2 separate regions of the Mus musculus genome follow, and region 1 is linked to region 2. A link is a contact called in public HiChIP or PLAC-seq data. All regions are on one chromosome and are shown on one strand. The core of a region is the stretch at or near the end of the contact, and the rest is flanking DNA. Distances in the headings are between cores, read along the strand shown. Region 1 has its middle 25 kb from the start of Rpl11. Region 2 holds the start of Eloa (elongin A).

Region 1 (4,833 bases), core at 607-3,106, 56 kb after region 2:
GCACAACCCTTCTTGGCAGGGAGTCGCCACAAGCTAGAGCTTGAAGCAGCTCATTACCTCCGATCCACTAGAAACAGATGGATGATCAGTTATGCTCAGCTCATTGTCTCCTCTGTATACCCAACATCCAAAGCAAGGAATGGTGCTGCCCACAGTGGGCAGGTCTTCCCACCTGTTGGGTAACAGATGCTCTTTAAACAGGAAGGTAAACATCCCCAAATAGCTTCAGGAAGTCCCTAAAATTGACCAGATGCACTAGGCCCTTCCCTGCCAGAGGAAGCTGTACTAAGTTGACAGTCCTGATCTCACAGAAGGAAGCTGAGCTGCTGTGGGTTTGTGTTGGACGTGGGAGTGGAGATGCCTGAGGCATTGTCTGAGCTGAGATGCAGACCCCTGGTCATCTGCAGGTAGGACCTACCCAGAGCCTCAGGAGTCTGCAAAACCTTGGAACTTAAGCCGATGCTGCTGGGAGTGTGGGAACTTAGACTGGCTGGGGAATTATGACGGGTCATCCTGGAGCATCTGACTCCATGACATTGTAGCTGTCTTTGAAGTACAGGTGTCTTTCTGTATGTTTGTTCAATTATATGACACTGAGGTAGCCCATTGTATTACATCTTACACTGCAAAGTGACCACCATCATCTTCTGGCTCCAGGTCAGGGATTAATTAATTAATTAATTAATTTTCTGGACTAAGATGCTATATCTCTTATCACTTGGCCGAAAGGATCGGGCAAGAAGACAGGGAGAGAGAGAGTAGAGTAACCCAGGCCCAGGAAGGAAAGCTGGGTCTAGAGAATGCTTGAATGAGACTGGGCAGACCCTCAGAACACCAGTCATTAAACAGGCCTGAGAGGTGTGAGTTGGGTTCTCCTCCAGTGAGCCTCCACCAGGAGCATCATCTTCAGCACCTCATTCCACACCTGGAACCTTCCCCACCCCACCCCCATCGGTCACCCCCACAGGCCAAGCTGTGACCCCTGTATCCTCTCATCAGCTGTCAGGCGCTTTTCTTACTTTATTTGTACTTATTTAGTTTGATGTTTTGAGACAGGGTCTCTGGGCTGACCTTGAACTCATGGCAATCCTCCTGCCTCAGCCTTTGAAGTGATAGGATTATGGTAAAGAGCCACCATACTCTTTGGTTTTTTGTTTTTATCTGAGAGATGTCCTTGTAGCTCAATCTGGCCTCAAACTTGTGATTCCCCTGCCTCAGCCTTCAGAAGGACAGGTGTGCACCACCACGGCTTCTATTACTCTCCATTTACAGGTAGGAAGATATCCCTGGAGCGGGTAAGAAGGAACTTGGGACCCGCTTCTTCCACATCCCCTTGTCGTCCCCGCCCCCCCCCCCCCCGCTGTTACACAGTCTTGACTGGAAGGCTCTCATTGCCTCGCTAACCCTCAGCTACAAAGCAGAAGGGGGCTCCCCTTGCAACCCAAAAGCAGTAAATTTAATACCAATAAAGGGAAGTTTGGCTTTGCAGAGAGTGGGCACCGGCTAAAAATACTGGTGGCTTCTCGAAGCACTGAGATGAATTCGTAGAGAGTTGACCTTCACACGCAGCTGGACAGAAATAAGATCATGACAGCCTGGTGTCTCAAGCCACCCACTGCACCCCGTCTCTTTCCAGGTCTCAGTCCTCCCCTCCCCCATCACTCAATGGCCCTGGCCATGCTGATCTCTCTGAAGTTCCTTGGAATGCCAAGCCGTTCCTGCCTCAGGGCCTTTGCCCGTGTTCTGCCATCTCTGTTGTCTCTGCCAGGGTGCTTTCTTCTCAGCCCTTTGCACAAGGCTTCCCCACACCCTCGGTGGTGCCTCAGCTGAAATGTTTCACCTCCCCAGAGCCTTTCCCAGTGTGACCACCCAGGTGACTCAGTCCCTGGTCATCTGTCTCATGGCCCTTATTCTGCTTGGCCCTCATCACTAGCCACAGGCTCTTATCTGTTTGTTTTGTGTTTGTGTCCTTCTGTGGGACGGAAAGCCCTGGGTGCCCAGGGGCCTGTCTGTCCTCTGCTGCTAGCATGATGCTCAATGGATGTTAGTTATCCAGCGCCTGCTGCATGGTGACTCCTGGGAAGTCTCTCATATGTCACTCCCTCAGTCCTCAGACAGCAGCTGTGAGGGACTTCTGCCTCACTGGCTCTATAGATAAAGAAGTCTAGGTATAGATGAGACAGGATTGGCCTTCGGACACAGCCAGTGAGGTTGGGGAATAGACCAAGACCTAGGGAAAAGGGCTGTGTCTCCTCTCCCAGTAGTCACTCTGTCCCTCTGGAAGATGGACTGAGAAGGTGTTCCCCAGACACAGAGGGATAGATGACTTCATGACATTAGGCGTGCTGGATTTGGAACTGGGGCTTCAGAACCTAACTCCAACCAAACCCAAAACACCTGAGTGCCGGGCGCACCTAAAATCCCAGCACTCAGGAAGGGAGGCAAGAAGATGAAGCCTTCCAGCCCAACCTGGGCTACATGGTGTAACCTGTCTCAAAAAGCAAAGGCCAGAGGCGGGAGTGGGAGGCTCAGTGGCAAAAGTGTGTGTGTGTGTGTGTGTGTGTGTGTGTGTGTGTGTGTGGTGTGCTGCACTTGCAGAAGACCCGAGTTCGGTTGCCATGGGTACATGCTGGGTGACTCACGACTGTCTGGACCTGACATCTTCTGACCCTATGTACCTGTGCACACATGTACCTACCCACTCCCACAGGCAAGCATACATTGTTAAAAAATAAAACAAGGGGCTGGAGAGATGGCTCAGAGGTTAGCACTGACTGCTTTTCCGAAGTTCCTGAGTTCAATTCCCAGCAACCACATGGTGGCTCACAACCATCAGTAATGAGAATCTGACTCCCTCATCTGGAGTGTCTGAAGACAGCTACAGTGTACTTACAATAATAAATAAATACATCTTTTAAAAAAATAAAATAAAACAAACCGTCGGGCAGTGATGTCAAATACCTTTAATCCCAGCACTTGGGAGGCAGAGACAGGTGGATTTCTGAGTTCGAGGCCAGCCTGGTCTACAGAGTGAGTTCCAGGGCAGCCAGGGCTACATGGAAAAACCCTGTCTCGAAAAACAAAACAAACAAAAACAAAAAACCAAATTAAATTAAATTTTTTAAAAAATAAATCTTTTTGTAAATGCAAAAATGAAACAAAGTAACAGCAAAAATCAAGAAGAAACAAAGCTACAACAACAACAAATCTCAAATCCAAAATTCTCTCACACACACACATACACACACACACACACACACACACACACAACCCCCACCCCCATACACAGGCACACAGAACTAGGCAGAATGTTTCAATGAACAATTCACAAAAAAGAAACCCAGTTGAAAAGTAAACAAAGTGTCAACTGAAGAGGGTGAGGATGGGAACGATGTTGGAAGTGGTAGCTATGGCTGCATGCATGCACAGCACTCGGGAAGTTAGAAGGGGGTAAAATTACTGTGAGTCAGAAGATAGCTTGTGCTACAGAGGGGGATCCTGCCTTAAAAGACAGATAGCAAGAAAGACAGACAGACCAGTCAGTCTGGCCAAGTATGGCAGCTCCTGCCTAAAGTTCAGGCTGAAACATAAATTCAAGGCATTGAGAGATACATAGTAAGGCCAGGGCTAACCTGGGAACTAGCTAGTAAGACCCTGTGTGTATACACACACATACACACACACACACACACACACACACACACACATGTGCACACAATGGCCCACATCTGCAAGCTTGCTTTTTTTTTTTTTTTCTTTTTCTTCTGTTTTGTTTTCAAGACAGGGTTTTTTTGGTTTTTCGAGACAGAGTTTCTCTGTGTAGCCCTGACTGTCCTGGAATTCACTCTGTAGACCAGGCTGGCTCGAACTCAGAAATCCACCTGCCTCTGCCTCCCAAGTGCTGGGATTGAAGGTGTGCACCACATCCACCGGCTATGGAATAACTGGGAGTGCAGACAGAAATGTCTATCCATTCATTTACTTATCAAACATCTACCACAAGCCAATCGTCTTCTCAAACAACAGAGAAGATACAAACCAAAGGGGAACCTGACCCAGGTGGAAGGAGACCAAACAGCCGCCCAGTTAAAAGCACCAATTGAGCTAGAAAGAACTGGGTTCGAGTCCCATCTCTGCTACTTACTAGACTTTGGGCTATTCACCTAAACCCCCATTTCCCCTGTCTCTTTCCTATCAAGACTAATGCTTCAGGGATGCCCGGAGAGAGCTGGCTGTGTGCCACCCAGTTCTGCTGTGAGGTAAATTGGAGGGGACTGCCCTGTGGCATATGGATCCCATACTGATGGCTTGAGGTTTGTACCCAGGCAAGGGAAGAAACAGTCTCAGAAAGATCCCTGGGACAAGAGTGAGGGGGTGACAGGAGCCACAGGGCCACCTAAGAAGTCTGTTAAGGTAACCGGGGCGAAGGGCTAGAAATTTGGGGTTTTCCGATGGCTTTTTTTCTCCATTTTTAGTGTGTTTGTGTGTGTTATATGTTCTTGTGCCATGGCTTGTGTGTGTGTTCATGTGCCATGACTTGTGTGCTTGTGTGTGGAGGCCAGAGGACAAGTTGCAGGACTTGGGTCCTGGTATTGAATGCATTGTGTCAAGCTTGGGGACAAGAGCCTTCCTTACCTGTTGAGCCATCTCACTTTCCTAAGCCCTAGGTTTGGTCCGACCACTGACTGCATAAACCGGGCATGGAAAGGCAGGAGAATCAGGAGTTAAAGGTCATCCTTCTCTACATAGTGAGTTTGTGAGGGCAGCCTGGGCTACCTACATGAGCCAAAACTCAACTAAATAATGATCCAAGGGGGGAAGTCTACATATCAA
Region 2 (5,162 bases), core at 1,318-3,817:
GAGAGAGAAATGGAGTCAGAAGTCAAAGAGGATGTGTTGATCTCAAGGCTTTGTACAGACTGGCAAAGTGAGTATTGCCTGTGGCCTACCTTTGGTCTAGCAGACACAATGAAAACTCTTGAGATGTTCAAGCTGATTTAGCCCAATATAAGAGAAAAAGACTTCACCATCCCCAGTTTTCAGTCAGTGACTTCCAAGAATGAAGCAACAACAAGCAGAGAGGACTATGGATATCCTCAAGTAGATGGAAACCAGCGCTGTCAACCCAACGTAGCCCAGCAAAAACTGGTAGCAGATGACAGAAATAACAAAAGTTTACACAGTCCCATACATAGGAATCTTGGGTTCTCCACTTCCAGTCTTAGAGCTAACCAGTTCCCAGCAGTGACCCCCTCATTCTCCACCTACCACCAATCTATGGGCTTCATAGTTTTTACACTCAAAACCTGATAAAGGACTGCTAACTTTATCTGTCATGAAAATTGTTTCCAATCCAGTGATAGGAGCAAAAGCTAAGTCATCTCCCAGTAAGGTCTCTAACAAGTGAGCCTAGAGGCTAGATGAAGGCAGAGTGAATACATAGTTAATTTACACTTAAAACACCAAAATCCAATAGCAGGAATCCCAAAAACACAGGTGTGGAATCAGCCTTTTGGCTAATAATGGTCTGGAAGCAAGATTTGGTTGCAAATTCAATACTGCTCTATAATCATCTTGCCACTTCACAAACCTGTGAGAGCTTGCTATGTTAAAAGGAGGTTGGAAAGCCAGCGTGCAGGCTTGCAATTTTCTCTTTGCAGTCAGCGTGTTTCTGAATATCAACGTTTCAGGTCCTTTGCACAGGGGTCTCTCAACAGTTTCCTCACCTCTCTCTTCACAACACATTCAGTTCTCCCTCCCCAGTGGGTACAGAAGCCAAGAGCTCACATAGCTGCTACTGAAATACATCCCCAGCCCCAAGGTAATTTTCTCTCTGGGAAATGAAAAGCCAAATTAGGGCTGTCAGAGGTAGAGGCCTTGCCTACTAGTGTTAGCATATGAGTCCCTGCCAATAACACCAAACACAACAACAACAAAAACCACCAAACACCCTTTTAAATAATTATTAGGAGTTTAAGAAAATTTACTTAACCTTTTTCTAACTTGACATTTCATGCACAAATAGACCATTCCAAAATTTAAATTCTAATGGGGGAAAAAAACCCTACAGATATTATATTACATGGAGGATTTTTATTTTTTTTAACCTGATGGCAGAAACAACAAAATGAGGGTGGTTACTTTAAGGTCAGTCACAAATCTTATAGTGTTCAGAAAGACAATCTGGGACTTGGAAATAATGACCATTTATTAGATGCCCACAAAGGGTTATTGTAAAAAGAACTTGTAAATATGTCTGACCAAAGGTCCCCAAGGCCTCCAAAGAAAGTAAAACACAAGACAATTGAAACATTTACGTTTTCGCTGACTTATAACAACAGCTTCTGAAGAAGTGTATCTCTGAGCTAAAGGAGGGTAGTTAAAAAGTGGCCCGGAGGTTGAGAGGTAGTGACCCAACTAGGAACAAGAAGAGTGAATGGGGTCCCTGACTGGAAATTCTGATGGTGATTAACACTTATAAAGAGCACTTGGGTCTAGCTGGTATTTCAGGAAGAAACTAGAGAAGGGACAGGTCGAGCAGAGAACTCCTCCAAAGTCCCGAGCTGGTGCTGGCTAGGAACCTAGATTGCATGTGTAAGTCCGCTCGCTGTCTCCCTCCACCACTTCCTCTTCCACTCAGCTCGCTGGACACTTCACCTTTTAGGAACCTCAGGCCCAGGCTAGAATGCTGACAAGCCATGTCACACCCTTTGGTGTTTTCGGCTAGAGACTACAGTGAAAACGATTCTAATTCCCACCATACCCTCTTCGTAGAGCTCAGAGAAGCCTAGACACCCGGGGGACCGCGAGGGGATACAATGTATTTAAAAAGTAACAGTTTCTAAAAAGGAGCAACAAAGTAGTTAAGTGCAATTAAACATGGTTGCTCATCACAGCCTGGTCCCACCTTCCAGTATGTCAGAGCGGAGTTAACACGCTCACGCCCTCATCCAGGACCCGAGCTCCAGGAGCAGAGCTCGAAAAACCCCAAGGCGTTCCCCGTTTTCTCGGCTAAAGGGCAGGGTACAGCACAGGGGTCCTCGAGCCGCAGGACCCCCAAGCAGCGGACGGAGTCGCTCGGCTGCAACGGGGAAACAGCTGGCGCGGCTGCCCGAACCCCGGGGAGAGCCGCAAGGCCCGGCCGCCCCTCCAGTCCTCAGCCCCCAGCCGGGGTGCGCCCGCCGGCCGCGAACTCCCCACTGCCCCGCGCCGCTCCGTGGGGCCTGGCTCCGGGTCGGAGGAGAACCCCACTGCGCCCTGCCCGCGACCGTTACAGGGCCCGCGCCGCGCCCAACGCCCGCCCGCGCCGCCCGCCCGCCCGCCGCTCACCTTCTTGGGGTCCGGGTTCGCAGCCAGGCGCGCCTGGAGCTTCTCCACAACTTGGAGCGCCGACTCCGCCGCCATCGCTGTCACTGGCGCGGCCTCCTCGCCGGAACTGGGCTCGCGTCGCGTCCTCGGGCCGCAACTCCGCCCTCCGTGAGGGCCCGGCGGAGACGGAAGCGCGAATGGTCCCTTCCGGGCCTCCGCTGGGGGTGTGTGTATGTGTGGAAGGCCTCAGGACCCGCCCCCGCGCCAGACCACGCCCACTATATCACGGCGATCTGTCGAATACAGCACAGGTCACGCCCCCGACACGCCCAACCCAGAGCCACGCAACCAGCCACGCCCCCAAGCCTGTATTCTGCAAGCCAAACTCTGGCTTTAACTCTCACGCACCGCCTTTCCAGTCATACGCTCGTTTTCGCCTAAGGGTGGGTGGAGTCAGTGATCAGGGTCCGACGCGGCTCCAGGGACCCTTGGAGTGGAAGGAAAGAACTGACTCAGGTAAATTATCTGACTTCCACCTGCAAGCTGTGACACACCCTCGCAATAAAAGAAATCGTGTAATTTTAAAGTAACTTAACGGTATTGTAATTTTGGGAAAGCAATCCAGGCTGTCTGGTTTCAAGGCAATTTGAAACACTAGAAATAAAAATAATAACACATTATTAACCACCTTGTCTGCAAAATCAGAGAGCAGCCCCTTTTATTAGACTGTTCATGTGACATTCTTTTCTTTTCTTTCTTTCTTTCCTTTCTTTCTTTCTCTCTTTCTTTTTATTTCTTTTCTCAAAAAGGATTTCTATGTGTAGCCTTGGAGGTCCTGGAACTCACTCTGTAGACGAAGCTAGCCTTAAACTCACAGAGATCCACCTGCCTCTACGTCCTAAGGGCCAGGATTAAAGTTGTATGCCACCACCACCTGGCTCCATTTAAAAATAAATTAAATCATAATGAATAAAAAGTCATAATATATTAAAAACCAAACTGAACTACATGAGATTCTGTCAGAAAAGAGCCGCTGGGCGTGGTGGTGCACGCCTTTAATCCCAGCACTCGGGAGGTAGAGGCAGGAGGATTTCTGAGTTCAAGGCCAGCCTGGTCTACAAAGTGAATTCCAGGACAGCCAGGGCTATACAGAGAAACCCTGTCTCGAAAAACCAAAAAAGAAAAAAAGAAAAGAAAAGAGCCAGGCAGTGGTGATGCATGCCTTTAATCCCAGCACTTGGGAGGCAGAGGCAGGTGGATTTCTGAGTTCAAGGCCAGCCTGGTCTACAGAGGGAGTTCCAGGACAACCAGAGTTACACAGAGAAACCCTGTCTCAAAAAACCTGTATATCCCTGGCTGTCCTGGAACTCACTTTGTAGACCAGGCTGGCCTTGAACTCAGAAATCCACCTGCCTCTGCCTCCCAAGTGCTGGGATTAAAGGTGAATGCCAAAAATAAATCTTTTAAATAAGAAAGAATAAATGTTGAGGCATTGTCTCAGTAGGTAGCCTTGGCTACCCTGGAACTAGTTATATAGCCTGAGCTATATAGCCTTGGCCTGCCTCCAATTCACAACAATCCACCTGCCTCCGCCTCCGCCTCCGCCTCCGCCTCCGCCTCCGCCTCCGCCTCCGCCTCGGAGTGCTTGGATTAAACCAATTGACATCCAGGCCAAAAACCATCCCCCTAAAAATAAAACTTTATAAACATAGAGTCCAGAGAGATGGCTCAGTGGCTAAAGAGCTTACCAGATAATTGGCTGATGGCTGAATTTTATCCTTGGGACCATCCTAAAGGTGGGAGGAGAGAATTGGCTATCCTCTGACCTCTGCACACTCATCCTGGCATTCTGGCACATATGAATCTCTCTCTCTCTCTCTCTCTCTCTCTCTCTCTCTCTCTCTCTCACACACACACACACACACACACACACACACATTAAATGGAATATAAGAAAAGAAGGGAAACAAGAAAGGAATGAAGAAAGAAAGGAGACAAGTGCTGTCGTGGTGGTGCACGCCTGTAATCCCAACACTCGGGAGGCAGAGGCAGGCAGATTTCTGAGTTCGAGGCCAGCCTGGTCTACAGAGTGAATTCCAGGACAGCCAGGGCTATACAGAGAAACCCTGTGTCGGAAAGAAAGAAAGGAAGAAAGAAAGAAAGGAAGGAAGGAAGGAAGAAAGAAAGAAAGAAAGAAAGAAAGAAAGAAAGAAAGAAAGAAAGAGAGAGAGGAAGGAAGAAGACAAACTGTCTAGTTAAGAAGGAATACTGAATTCTCTTCTCCTGGAAAACAGCATACAAAGTCCTCCAGTTGAACATGTTTGTTTTGCTTAACTGTGGCCACAGTTCTCCTCACAGGTTCAGGTTTCTAAACTGACTACATCTCTCAGTGTTTCACGAGTGGATATATACTTAGGGATTACACCTTCCCCCACACCTCAAAGCTACTCTGAAGCTGTGGTGCACCAGCATTTAATCCCAGCATTCAGAAGGTAGAGTCAGGCAGATCTCTGAGTTTGAGATCAGTCTAGTCAACATAAGGAGTTCCAGGACAGCCAGGACTACATAAAAAGACCCTGTCTCAAATAGATGGATAGATAGATAGATAGATAGATAGATAGATAGATAGATAGATAGATAGATAGACAGACAGACAGATAGAAGCTTTGGCTCACTGATACAATGTTTGCTTAGCTTGTAGGAAGTCCTGACTG

The links. HiChIP or PLAC-seq counts read pairs in DNA pulled down with a chosen protein or histone mark.
Region 1: an HNF4G HiChIP or PLAC-seq map of pancreatic cancer cells shows a contact between it and region 2. The contact joins the enhancer-like site here to the promoter of Eloa in region 2. A contact is called at or near these places in 4 of 115 datasets of contacts at active chromatin or transcription factors (CD8 T cells, embryonic stem cells, microglia and 1 more) and 3 of 9 other capture datasets (adipose tissue, liver and pancreatic islet).

The regions. Positions count from the first base shown.
Region 1 is chr4:136,075,490-136,080,322 of GRCm38.p6, forward strand. No RefSeq gene overlaps it. Among named protein-coding and RNA genes, the nearest start is that of Rpl11, 25 kb to the left of the region's middle. Within about 2 kb of position 1,857, at least 16 of the 459 cell types and tissues checked have an H3K27ac peak or open chromatin away from gene starts, as enhancers often do. A contact at or near this core is called in pancreatic cancer cells, where this site is marked.
Region 2 is chr4:136,019,082-136,024,243 of GRCm38.p6, forward strand. It overlaps Eloa (elongin A), which reads right to left and starts at 2,568. Exons shown (of 11, transcript NM_013736.4): 1 at 2,470-2,568. The coding sequence starts at 2,544.